Regions from separate parts of the Gossypium hirsutum genome. Here region 2 is linked to region 1. A link is a contact called in public Hi-C data. All regions are on one chromosome and are shown on one strand. Each heading gives the region's core, a stretch centred on a gene start, on an enhancer-like site or on the middle of the called end of the contact. The rest is flanking DNA. Distances are from core to core; before and after follow the strand shown. Region 1 holds the start of LOC107921117 (cyclin-dependent protein kinase inhibitor SMR3). Region 2 holds the start of LOC107954092 (PGR5-like protein 1A, chloroplastic).

What was found. Hi-C and Micro-C count contacts between places; a contact is called where the count stands out from the background.
Region 2: a Hi-C map of leaf shows a contact between it and region 1, with 2.0 times the contacts expected there. The contact joins the promoter of LOC107954092 here to the promoter of LOC107921117 in region 1. A contact is called at or near these places in 3 of 34 Hi-C or Micro-C datasets (callus and leaf).

What each region holds. Positions count from the first base shown.
Region 1 is chrD07:13,651,672-13,657,899 of Gossypium_hirsutum_v2.1, forward strand. LOC107921117 (cyclin-dependent protein kinase inhibitor SMR3) reads right to left here and starts at 2,589. Exons shown (of 1, transcript XM_016850986.2): 1 at 1,541-2,589. The coding sequence starts at 2,146. The coding sequence ends at 1,637.
Region 2 is chrD07:13,804,348-13,810,575 of Gossypium_hirsutum_v2.1, forward strand. It overlaps LOC107954092 (PGR5-like protein 1A, chloroplastic), which reads left to right and starts at 3,278. Exons shown (of 7, transcript XM_016889569.2): 1 at 3,278-3,835; 2 at 3,923-3,985; 3 at 4,089-4,175; 4 at 4,521-4,758; 5 at 4,837-4,910; 6 at 5,062-5,160; 7 at 5,405-5,687. The coding sequence starts at 3,614. The coding sequence ends at 5,491. It also overlaps the pseudogene LOC107954091.

The DNA of each region.
Region 1 (6,228 bases), core at 1,339-3,838:
ACATACTTAAAGTCTTTGATTGTCCAAATCTCAATCATGTATGTACCTTTTTCCCCTTGGTCCACAAAAACAGCAGTGTCGGCCCAAGTTTTCAAGTTTTAAGACCCACAAGATATGGGTCTCAAGGAACCCAATTAAGTGCTGTTTTCATTGTATCTGCAATGTCATCAGACCATGTCATTAATATGCAAGGGTCCCAAATTCAATTTCGGCTTTTATCATTGGGGCAAACCCACAAGTTGGCTAACCATTGTGAGAATCAACTAGGGATGGGTTACATGGGCTAGCCATGAAGTATTTAGCTGATGATCTAGCTTTGGTTAGCTAATGTCCTGTTTTGGGCTAAGTATTGAGCTAATTAGACAATATTCCAAGGTCCATTCATTCATAGCTTGCAGGGGACACAATTTCTGACAGATTATCTGTCAGGAATTGAAAACCCTACGACAAAAAAGCTAGCAGTAGCACGCAGTAATATACTATCCCTTTTAATCATTATTATCAGGTTGTTTCCAGGAAGGTGATGAGTATGGCTGGCTATTTTTTACTTTGTATTCATTTTTCCAATACTCCAGTGGGGGAATATACATAGCTTCGTATGTCCTGTAAGAATGTTACTGTATTAACAACCCCTTAGCTTGCAGGCTTTGCTTGTACCAAATCTCACAGAACGGTACCCTCTTCATCTTTTCCTTTTTTTTTCTGAAGAAGTAGTACTGATACATTTTGAAAAACTAAAGAAAACCCAAATGCCCCATTTTATAAATTCTTATGTGTATCGAATACCAACATGTATATATGAAGTCCAAAATGTCAAATATATAGTAATAATATAGCATGAATCATTAAGCTCAATAAAAATTAACATGAAAGTAGATCTGTTGCAATTCCAAGAAATTACTTCCTTTCGGGAATGTACCTTTTTATTGTTGAAAACGAGATGGTGATCATGTATTGTCATAAAGCAAAACATGAACTATCATTTTCAGTTCTTTATTAACTAAGAGCGAACATATATTTATATCAATTTTAATATTTTCTTTATTATTTAAATATATTTATATTATTCTTTGGATCACAATGTATACTGTGTTTTATTTATTTTTATGCTTAGAAGGGAAATAAACTTCCTTGAAGTTAGGGAAAGCATCTATTATTTACTGCCAGGATAATTTGTGATCAGAGAGAATATCCCACTTGGGTTTGCTCACCCAACTGGTAAAAACAAGAGTATGTTTGCTTCTCTTGGGAAAGTCAATGGCAACCCCATTTTCTCAACTCAAAAAAGAGTCAATGCCACATTCTATCACAAAAGAAGACTCCATTTTCACTCCATTCAAAAGCTTTGACATAGAGAACCCAAAGTCTATGGGGAAAGCAGACAAAAAAGGAACCCCCAAGAATCCAAAGCTCAAACCCATGATGATTTTCTACTTCAACTTGATGAATCTTTATGTTTTTTAGATCTGGGTTCTGTTAAAAACACCCAAAAACATGGGGGGGGGAGGAACATAAATTAACAGAAGCTAATGCGTTGAAATATTGAAGCTGAATATAGCATTGATGAAGAGAGAAAAAGAAACATGAGTCTAAATTCTTCACAGAAATACATAATATCTATATATATATTATAACATCAGTTGAAGTCACTTCCTTGTCTGACTTTCTTAATCTTGTTCCCTAGATCTGCAAGAAGAGCCGGAGGAAATAAAGACTCTATCTCTTTAGTAAAATCAAGCAGGATTCGACGGCCAAAGGCTTTTCGTTTGGGTGAAATGGGGAGAGATTTTGGTTTTCTTGGTGCAGGTGGGCACTTGAGGATGACAGGAATTTTATGGTCCGAAGAAGTTGGAGTCTTGAACCCATTGTTGTTTCGATCTTCCTCATCATCAACCTTTGGAGATGGCAATTTTAACTCCAAAGGAGCCATCTTCAACGTCTTGCATTTGTCTTGTTGTTGATCTTGTCCTAGTCTTTCTTCTTTTTGCTGCTGAGGGTCATCGTCATCGTCTTGGAAAGTCGTAATTTGACATTCATCTCCTTGTTGTAACACTAAAGGAGTGCGTCGTCTAACCAAGAAACCGATTTCCATGCTACTGCTTAGATCTTTCTCAGTGAGAAACATCTCTGAATTCGACACACCCATGAATTTAGCTCCCGTACATGAAGAAACCAAGCCCCCCCCCCTCTCCCAAAAAAAAAAAAATCTTCAAGTCTAATCAAGAAAAATGAGCTCTAGGATCGAGATCAGAAAGAGAGATGATCATCTGCATTGAAAAAGACAAGAAGTACTAGGTAGTTACCCTAAAACCCAAGGCATGAAAAGCCTGGAAGAGAAGGAAGAAAGAAAAGATGGGAAGGGGCGCTACTTCATCACATCACCATCTTTCTTGATTGTTTCTTTGGAATTTAGCTCTTTCTCTCTCTCTCTCAAGATGTTTGTGATGAAGAAAGCAAAACAGATATAGGCTTTGAAAACACTCTTTGGTGAAGGATCCAATGCAGCACCATATAATCACACCCACACAAATCTTTCTCTTTCACATCCTATCTCTATATCTTTATATATAATAAATAAAAAGTCTCTTTCTAGCTTACCTGTTATTATTATTATTTATTTTTCTTGAGAGGGTGAAATCACTTTTACTCTTACTAAAAGCTAGCGTCACCCATTAACTAACTATATACAAAACAAATCTCGTTTACTCGATCGCTTTTTTCCTCTTTGATGCATCAAACCACGTGGTTTACTACATGGACTCAAAGGAGAGATATGCCATTTGATATCAGTATCCAAATGTGTTTTTATTATTATATTTCCATGAATTTTCGTTGTTGTTTGTTTTATAAGTAAAAGAAAATGTTATAATAATAATTTTTCATGTCCGAAAGGAGACATTGTTGGGGTGTCTGGTTTTAAGCCATGTACCCCATGTTGTGCTCCACTCCTTGGACATTGGTTGCTGGTTTTTTGGATCTCTTACAAGAAGGGTTGCCAGGGATCAATGGGGGTTCTAAATGATTGTCAAAGCAAACCTGGAAAATATATATATATATATTTCTCGAGCAATATCATTGCCATTCATTTTTTTTTTTTACTTTGCTTTCTTAATGGCCTGGCCTCATATCACGATTCATAATTGAACTATTGAAGCTCATAATTATAAGATACAGCAAGAGCATGATACTATGTATATATGTAGGAGATCCCAATTACAACATAAATCTGTTTCACAATATTATACATAGATCAGAGATACAAATGGAGAAACCCAAAGTCAAACACACACACACACATATATATGGGATATTATGAGGATATGAGTTAAGGTCACATACAAACCAGAGTTTTAGCATCGCCTCTCCAAAGAGGACTAGATATGGTAAAATATGGTAGAGAAGTGAAACAATATTCAAGAATGTGAAATGATACTGCAAAAGCATAGAGACCCAGATCCAGGTATGGTATTTAATAAATTCAAGGCCTTTTTTGTTCCCCCACATATTTTCCAATAGAACAGAAAGCTGCAGTGCATGTTTTCACATGGGTCCCATTGCAATACATTGGAAGGAATGCTTTTGATTTTAGGCTTAGGATTCCTGCACTGGAAACTGGATATGCTACGCACTAAGATTTGATTTATATTTTGATTTTTCAACTAATATATACTAGAATTCTATAACCACGCATGTATACATTAATAAACAAATGTAAAATTTCAAATTAATAATAATACAAATGCAATATTTTGAAATTAAAATAAAAATATAGATTAAATAGTAAGTAAAAAAAAATTTAAATAAATACATTTCAATTGTTTATTATGGCATTGCTATTTTTCTTGAATTGGTATCGAGCTGGCTTATGACACTAAATTAATCGATGACATTATTAATAAGATTATGACATAGCCATAATATGGGTAAAAATTATTATATACTATATTTATTAAGAATTGATGTAAAAACCAAATATTACTTTAGTTGAAATGGTCAAATTAGGAGATTATATGTCTAATGTTTTAGGTTTAAATCCTATCATAAGCATGATTTTTTTTCTAGATTTTATATAAAAAGACAAGGCTATCCTTAAATTAATACTTATTGATTTGTTAAAATAAAAGTTTTTTGGTAATTTAAAATTTGAGTTGGGACCCAACAGATAACAAAGTATGCATAATGTAAATAATCCGGGTTTAAATCCTATCACATTAAAATTTTTAATAGTTTTCTTAAAAATAAAAAGACTAAAAAAATCCTCAAATAATATGGTTTATTTTAATTACGAAAGAATATTTTTAAAATTTTCTTAATTGAATTGATACTGTGATATCAATAAATAGTATAGATATTTATACAATATTATCACAAAAATCAATATTTTATAGAAGAGATTAATTATGGAGTAGTATTGTAGTAGTGGTAAGCATTGCCATTTTGGCAATGTTATGATATCATCATGTTATATATTTTGTTGAAATGAAAAATACAAAAGTGAATGTAATTTTTTAAAGTGCAATTCAAATATTTAAACTTCATAATCAACAAATATATTTACTAATTTCTCGTCTAAGAAATGATAAAATCACGACGGCAGTGGGGACCAGATTGGATTGCTTGGATTTCACCGCATCACGAAAAGATAGAAAAGGGCTTCCAAACTTCCCACATCTATTTATTTATTTATTTATTTTCACCTTTTGATTTACTACATTCCTTTTCCATATTTCCGGAATTTATTTTCTTTTTTTTAATGTAAAAACAATTTAAAATATGGCATTTATCGATTTACAGCAAAGCATTAATATAATTAATTAACCATCCAAAATACAATTAAACAACATTGTAAATAAAGCATATGGCATTTTTTTCTCTCAATTTAAAATTTTCATCTATTTTTATTGTTAAAAATTGGTGATGAAATAGTCAAACAGTGGCACATGGCATGTCACGTGTATCTCATGTTGGTGTACAATAACAAGTTTTTTAACAATAGAAATTTATAAAATTTTTAATAGAATGACCATACAAAGATTTGTTTGCCCATTCTTTTTAGTAGAGGGATAAAATGCAATTAAATTTTTATTATAGGGCCTCCATGATACTTTTACCATAATTAGGGATTGATCTTAAAATGCGTGTTAATTGATTATTAATTATCATTTACTACATTAAATGTAAAAATTAATTAATTATTATAAACAATAAATTAATTTTAGCAAGTATCCTTAAATAAAATAAATAAAAACAGGGGAAAAGATTATAAAGTAATTATAGAAAAAGAGAGTTTGATAATAAAATAAAAATAGAAAATTAAAGTGAGGTAATATAGGGAAAAGTGAAAATAGTAATTAAAAAAAAGGGTGTGATGGCACATAATTGCAAATCTCATGCTCTCCATAGTCCATAGAGTCATGCTTAATGATTTTGCTTCCCATCTTCGACCATCATGTCCCCCATCATCTTCCTTCTCTTTGTTTATTTTCTCCCCATCAATTCATGTTTTTCTCCAACACCCAATCGGCGTTGGTAGGGCTTTGTTTCATGAGATAAGTACTATATCAATAACTGGGGTTTTTATGTCTACCAAGGACGAGTTAGTTGTATTGTATATATTGATTAAATTACTTTCAATTTTCATGAGATTTCTGAATTTTTTCAACATTTTGATTAAGAAATTAAAACACAAATGTATCTTTTGGTTTTTGAGTTTAGTTTTAATATTTAATTTGATATTTTAGTGTTTTTATCTTAATTTGGTACTTGAGTTTAGCTTTAAAGTTCAATTTGGTACCTAAACCAAATGACACTATGTGACCTTTGGCACATGTATTTTGATAAAAAAACATAAATACTTAATTGAGATAAATGAAAAAAAAATTCAGATACTAAATTAGACCAAAAAAACCTTAAATATTAAATTGAAAAATTTAAGTACCATAGTACCAAAACAATTATTTAAGCCAAACTGAAATATCAAATTAGAATAGAAAAAAATCAAATATTAAGTTAAACATTAAAATTAAACTTAGATACCAATAATATATTAATTCATATATATATAGTTGATATTAGAATGGTTTTCATTATGTGAGAATTCAAAATTTTATAAAAATAACAAAAAAAAGATAACATATGAAAAAAAATAAAACGCGACACCAAATAATAAAACCTACAAATTAAAATGATATATTTATTTATAATAATGTAAAAGGAAAAATAATATAA
Region 2 (6,228 bases), core at 2,028-4,527, 150 kb after region 1:
ATGGTGATGCTACAAAATCTTATATCAGCAACTGTCATTCCTAGCAAGAATATCGGGAAAATTTTGAATGATAGGAAAACTTATTTTGAAATACTAAGGTGATTACCATTTCATCATTCTCCTCAACCAATGTCTACAGATTAAAGAATGATTGACCATTATGATCAATCGGTAATCATTTGATCTAAGTGTAGGCAAAATCACTGAAAATCAGCCCTCATATTTGTTTCCATGTGGTTCAACGCATCAGATATATAGAAATTTTCCTCAGTGCACCAAAGATGTTGAATGATTCAAACAACTTGTCATTTTCCCCAGCAGAAATTCCTTTGCATGATTTTCCAGCTTCTTTGTCTGCATGAATTGTACATACATGAAACTGAATAAACCGTGAAGCGTCAATGGAGAAACCAATTAATGGAAAATGTCCCTGCCGAACCCAATCCTGGTACATTGTTTTGATCTCTTTTCTTATATGGTTCTCATTGTTTTACTTGTATTCTTCATCTATAACATTTGGAAAGATGGGGGATAGTTTCTTAGGCAACAATCGAACCGGTTTTGTGGGTTCGTCCGAGTCTTCATTACACGACGTTGTTAAAAATGAAACAGGGAATGCTTCTTATGTTAATGATGTTAAGATTGAAGATAATAAGGGAAAGGCCATTGATGAAACGGAAAACGATAGGAAGCCTATTAAGTTTTACATAGACAGGGATATCGATATCGATCGGTTGATCGCTTTGTTGATGGCTGATGATAATGAAACCGAAACTTTCGAGACAATATCCGGAAAAATACTTGAAGAAGAGTTCAGAAATGTGAGGGATGACCTCCCCACTATCAAGGGCAGAAGGGAAGCTAAGAGTAGCAAGAGACGAGGCAGGATTAAACCTGTTGAGGCTGTTGCTGCAGCCACCACCATACCCAAAAAAGTAGAGCAAGTTGTTCCACAACCAAGAACACAAAATGTGGTAAAACCCCAAGAACCAAAACCACAAAATGTCGTAAAACCGGAACCCGATCCATCACCTTGTTTGGGTGGGTACATATTTGTTCATGATATCCCTAGGAAATTTAACCAAGACTTGCTGGACAACTGCCAGTCGCTCAGTTCATGGACAGACATGTGTGAGTCTGCATTAAACCTTGGCCTAGGCCCCCCTCTTCCGTGCAATGAAAAGCTTTATTCAAAAACTGGCTGGTTTTCGACGAACCAGTTCTTATTAGAAGTCATTTTCCACAACAGTATGAAGCAGTACCAGTGTTTAACTAATGATCCAATGGTGGCTTCAGCAATCTATGTTCCATATTATGCAGGCCTTGATGTTGGTCGTTACCTTTGGGGTCCTATTGGTTATAGGAGAGACCATGATGCAATGGAGCTTGTCAAGTGGCTTGCGGGTAGACCCGAATGGAAAAATACGTGGGGTCGAGACCATTTCTTGGTTGCTGGAAGAATCAATTGGGATTTCAGGAGGGACCTCAAGAATGTGTCTGATTGGGGCAATGGGCTTTTGACTTACCCCGAATCAAAGAACATGACAATGCTAGTAATTGAGTCGAGTCCTTGGAACAACATCGACTTCGCGATACCGTATCCCACGTACTTCCACCCTTCAAGAGATGATGATGTGTTCCAATGGCAGAACAGAATGAGAGAACTTAAGAGGCGTTTCTTGTTCTCTTTTGGAGGTGCAAGAAGGCCTAATCGGGACGACTGTATCCGCAATGAAATTATCGACCAGTGCCTAGTGTCAAGGAAGAGATGCAGGTTCCTAGAATGTGATCAAACCCAGAGGTGCTACAAGCCAGAAAATTTGATGAAGTTGTTTCAAAGCTCTATCTTTTGCTTACAACCTCCTGGGAATTCCTACACCAGGAGGTCAATATTTGATTCAATATTGGCAGGCTGCGTTCCAGTTTTCTTCCATCCAGGTTCTGCATATGTTCAATATTTATGGCATTTCCCCAAGGATTACACCAAATATTCTGTGCTGATACCGGCCAGTGCCGTTAAATCCGGCGAGGTCAACATTGAACAACTGTTGCAAAGAATCCCAAGAGATAAAGAGCAGCAATGAGGGATGAGGTCATAAAGCTGATTCCAAATGTGATCTATGCAGATCCTGCTTCGAGATTGCAAACCATCGGAGATGCGTTCAATCTGACAGTTAAAGGAGTTCTTGACAGAGTTGAAACAATCAGGAACCAAATGAAAGATGGGAAAGAAGTGAATTCCGAATTTCCTGAGCAAGAGTCATGGAAGTATCTCACATTTGGGAAACTTGGAGGCCACGAATGGGATCCTTTCTTCTCAAGCAAACTTGGGAAGCTTTCGGTGAAGCTCGAAGAGCGTGCGTTCCCATGGATGTGATCCAGCTTTTCCTTTCAATGAAAAATGTGGAAGTGGGGGGAGATGTATTAGCATAAGAAACTAGGAGGAGGAATAACCATGAATCTCTTGTTTTGCTTATTGTAAATACTACTGCCAATCTTTCTCTTAGGAAACCACAATCTGGGGAAAAAAAGTGATTGCAAATGCTGAGATACGAACCCGGAATTGCTGGCTACATGGACCAACTAGATTCACTCATCTTTTTCTTTCTTTCCTACCGTCTGGTTCCTTTTATTTGATTGGTATTTTTCAATGTAGTGACTCTTTCATTAGGTTTCAGTTTTGGGTGATGCATTACTGTGAATTTGTGATGGTTTTAGACGTAATCTGACCCTTAATCTTGTTTATATAGGATGGCAACTAGAGAAACGAAATCATAGTTTTGTCTGTCTAATATGGATTTTAAAGCTACCGTCAAACGAGAAACAATGATGGGAGCGTTGATTAGACCTTTCTAGACACAGAAAAATTCTTTATAGATCATCATTTTGTTGTGTAAAATCTGCTCAAATGTTGTACCTACAAATGCTATCATTTCAAGTAGACTTGGTGCCACTCTAGTCAACAAATAAGGGAATTTTATCCAATAAAAAGATGATGCACTCTCGTACAAAAAAGTAACTCACGTAGCAAAAGGACTGAAGGTAAGGATTCATTTTTACCAATGCCCTCATGTTCTTGCAAATCACTCTCAATCAACCCAGGGACTATTTACATCTAAACCCAATCACATTCCAAAAAGTGTAAACAAAAAGAGTATTCGAAAGGAGTAAATACCTATTATCTAAGCAATTTATTAAATATCTGACTGTGTTAACTCCACCTCGAATCAAGATTTATGACAATAAATAATTGGGAGTTAAAAATGAAAATTGTGAATTGAGATGGAATGGAGCTATATGAAAGCCGGGTTTGGAGTGGGAAGCACATATTTGTAATTGGGATGGACAGAGACGGAAATAAAATCCAGAACCAATCACCAAAGAGGATCAGCCAACCAAGCAAGCAGATATTTACGCGCCCAAACACGATTACCCTTCACAAATTCTCCTCAAAATCCCCATCCCCATCCCCATCCCCATTTATAAACCCCAACTCCCTACCCTCCAAATCCCCCAATCATTTTTCGTGGTCGCAAAACCATTTCCAGATTCCAGTTTCCAGTTTCCACACGCCTAATGTTCCCTTCCCTCCGTCACATTTAATATACCTGCCATGTCCCACTCCATTAGACCTCACGTCGTCGGAAGTTCCGCCGTCGTTAAGCCACCCTTATCCCGGACCAAACCACCACCCTTCTCGGTTCGCGTCTCGGGTTTCTCCGCCAGCAATAGCCAGGGCTTCACCACCTCCGCCAAGGAGGAAGGGCCTTCTTGCATATTCGTTGGCCCTGTCGAGACTGCCAGTCAAGAAACCTTAGAAGCTCTCTATCGCCAAGTAAGAGATTTTATTCACTAATTTTCAACAACTAAGCTGTTTCTTAACTGAATTAATTAAAATTTGTTCTTGGAATCAAATGATCAGGCTCGGGATGCTTATTACAGTGGGGAGCCTTTGATAGTTGATGACATGTTTGATAGAGTAGAGGTAACTAACTTTGTTTAAATATTTAATCTTTTTATCAGTGAAAGTTTTTCTTTAATTTAATATTCACTGATATATGGTAAATGTAATTGCTTTTTATATGCAGTTAAAACTACGTTGGTATGGTTCGAAATCCGTTGTTAAGTACCCTCGTTGCAGTATAAGAAGACATTCTACTTATGCAGATGCAGAGGTAATTCTCTTTAGAATCATCTATTTGTTTATATGTCGTTTTTCCTGGTTTTTATGTTCTGTTCAATGCTTTATCTTTGTCCCAAATCAGCTGTTAATGTAGTAAAAAAGAAAACCCATTTATGTTATGTTACACCCTGAATTGTTCAGCATATGCTTTTAGCTGATGTGGTAAAGGTCTCGTATGGTACTTTTTCTATATGTTAAATGCGTCGCCAAAGATTGAGTTTTGATCCATTGTATTGTTATGTTGTTTGGGAAATGGTGGGTAGGATCAGTGATATGTTCTCTTTGTTATTTGTATGTGTTCTGGTTGAATATTGAGCTGTTCTTGGATGTAGGGCAGGAAGATTTGTCTCAAGGTTTGGCGTTAGCAAGTATATGGATCCTTATTTTTGCATTTGGCTGTACATTGTGTCTTGTGCCTATCATTTACACCATTAGTCTAGCGTATCAAGATCCATTCAGTTCTAGTGCGTCCTACGACAGCCAAGCGGCCAACTTGGAGTTTCTTGCCACAGTTAATGGCATTCTCTTTATGGGCATTGGGTCAGTGACTGGCTATCCACTTGCATCAGCTGCTGGTAAGACTTCTAACGATGTGATATTTATCTTGCTTTTGACTGCTGCCTCAGAATTGTACTAATTCATACTTTCTCCAGTTCGGGTGCTTCAAAGACTGTGGAGAAATGACTTGGTAGCTCTAAAGGGTGCATGCCCTAATTGTGGGGAGGAGGTGAATCTATACAATTTTTTTTCTTGCACTTATTTTATGTCTCTGAAATCTAAAAGCACCACCATATCCTTCTTTTCTCGACCTAGACATTAGATCTTCTCCTACAAACCTAACCACTGTCAATCTTAACTGATTTATTATTTTGCTTTAGGTGTTTGCATTTGTGAAATCAGAAAAATTCAATGGTTCCCCCCACAGAGCAGATTGTCATGTCTGTGATTGCACTCTAGAGTTTCGTGCCAAGACTGAGGTAATGTAGCTTGCTTACTTTTGATATAGATACAAGGCCTTTATAGAACCTGTTAACTTTTTAGTTTCACAGGATTCACTTCAATGTTCCTCTTTTCAGTGTTTAGATCACACATTCGTCTTTGTTTTCATAATATTTTGTATGATTTACATATCATAAATTGTTCTGTATAGGGAATAGGAATTGCAGGACATATTCATAGGATTTTTTGTTGTTGACACGGTTGTTTTTTACGTTTTTGCAGCAATCTGTATCTAGACTTGGGAGAAAGTGGGTATATGGTCGTATATATCTTGTCTCACGAAAAGGTAGAAGCCGGAGGTGGATGTGAGCCGTCTGCAATGTGTACACAACGTAACTGTTAATAGAAGCACGATTCTTTTCTCTTTGATTTTTCACTTATTTTTGAAGAAACTAAATCGACTACCAGACTTCTTATACTTTAGAACGAATTGTGGAGACTCTTAAAATTAATCGTACTTCATAAGAAAAATAAATGGTTATCTTTTGCTGTTGGAGAGTGTTAATGTAGTGCAAAACAGCGAGCCAACTTTTAGGACATTATTGTCACTGCATTCATGCAATCGACTGGTTATATATTGTCATCTTTCTCCATGAGGGAAAGGCCATTTGTTTTGGGCTGCTATTCCAAAATTTTATAGTTTCAAGATCCGAAAGGGCATTTTTAACACTACACCCTCTAGATATCTAGTCAAATAATTAGGTTGTGAAATTTAACCATGAGGCTAACATTTCTTCATCCTTGGATCTAAATTTCCCATGCTTGGCTAATATTTTGCAAAACTTTAAGTGCAACCAATCAGCATACATTCGTACACTATTAAGATACACATGAATCATCCATCTAGTTCAAGATAATAAAAGCTTGGAAATCAGCAATGCTTTGTAAGGTTAAGTATCTGAACCCTAGATTCTGATGAATATATATATATAGGGCAATTTATAAAAGATACAAATTTGAACAAACTTCAAGCATCCCAAATTCCGAAATTTATGCTTTTGAAGAAAATAAATAAATGCAAAACAAACAATTTCTAGCAGCCATAA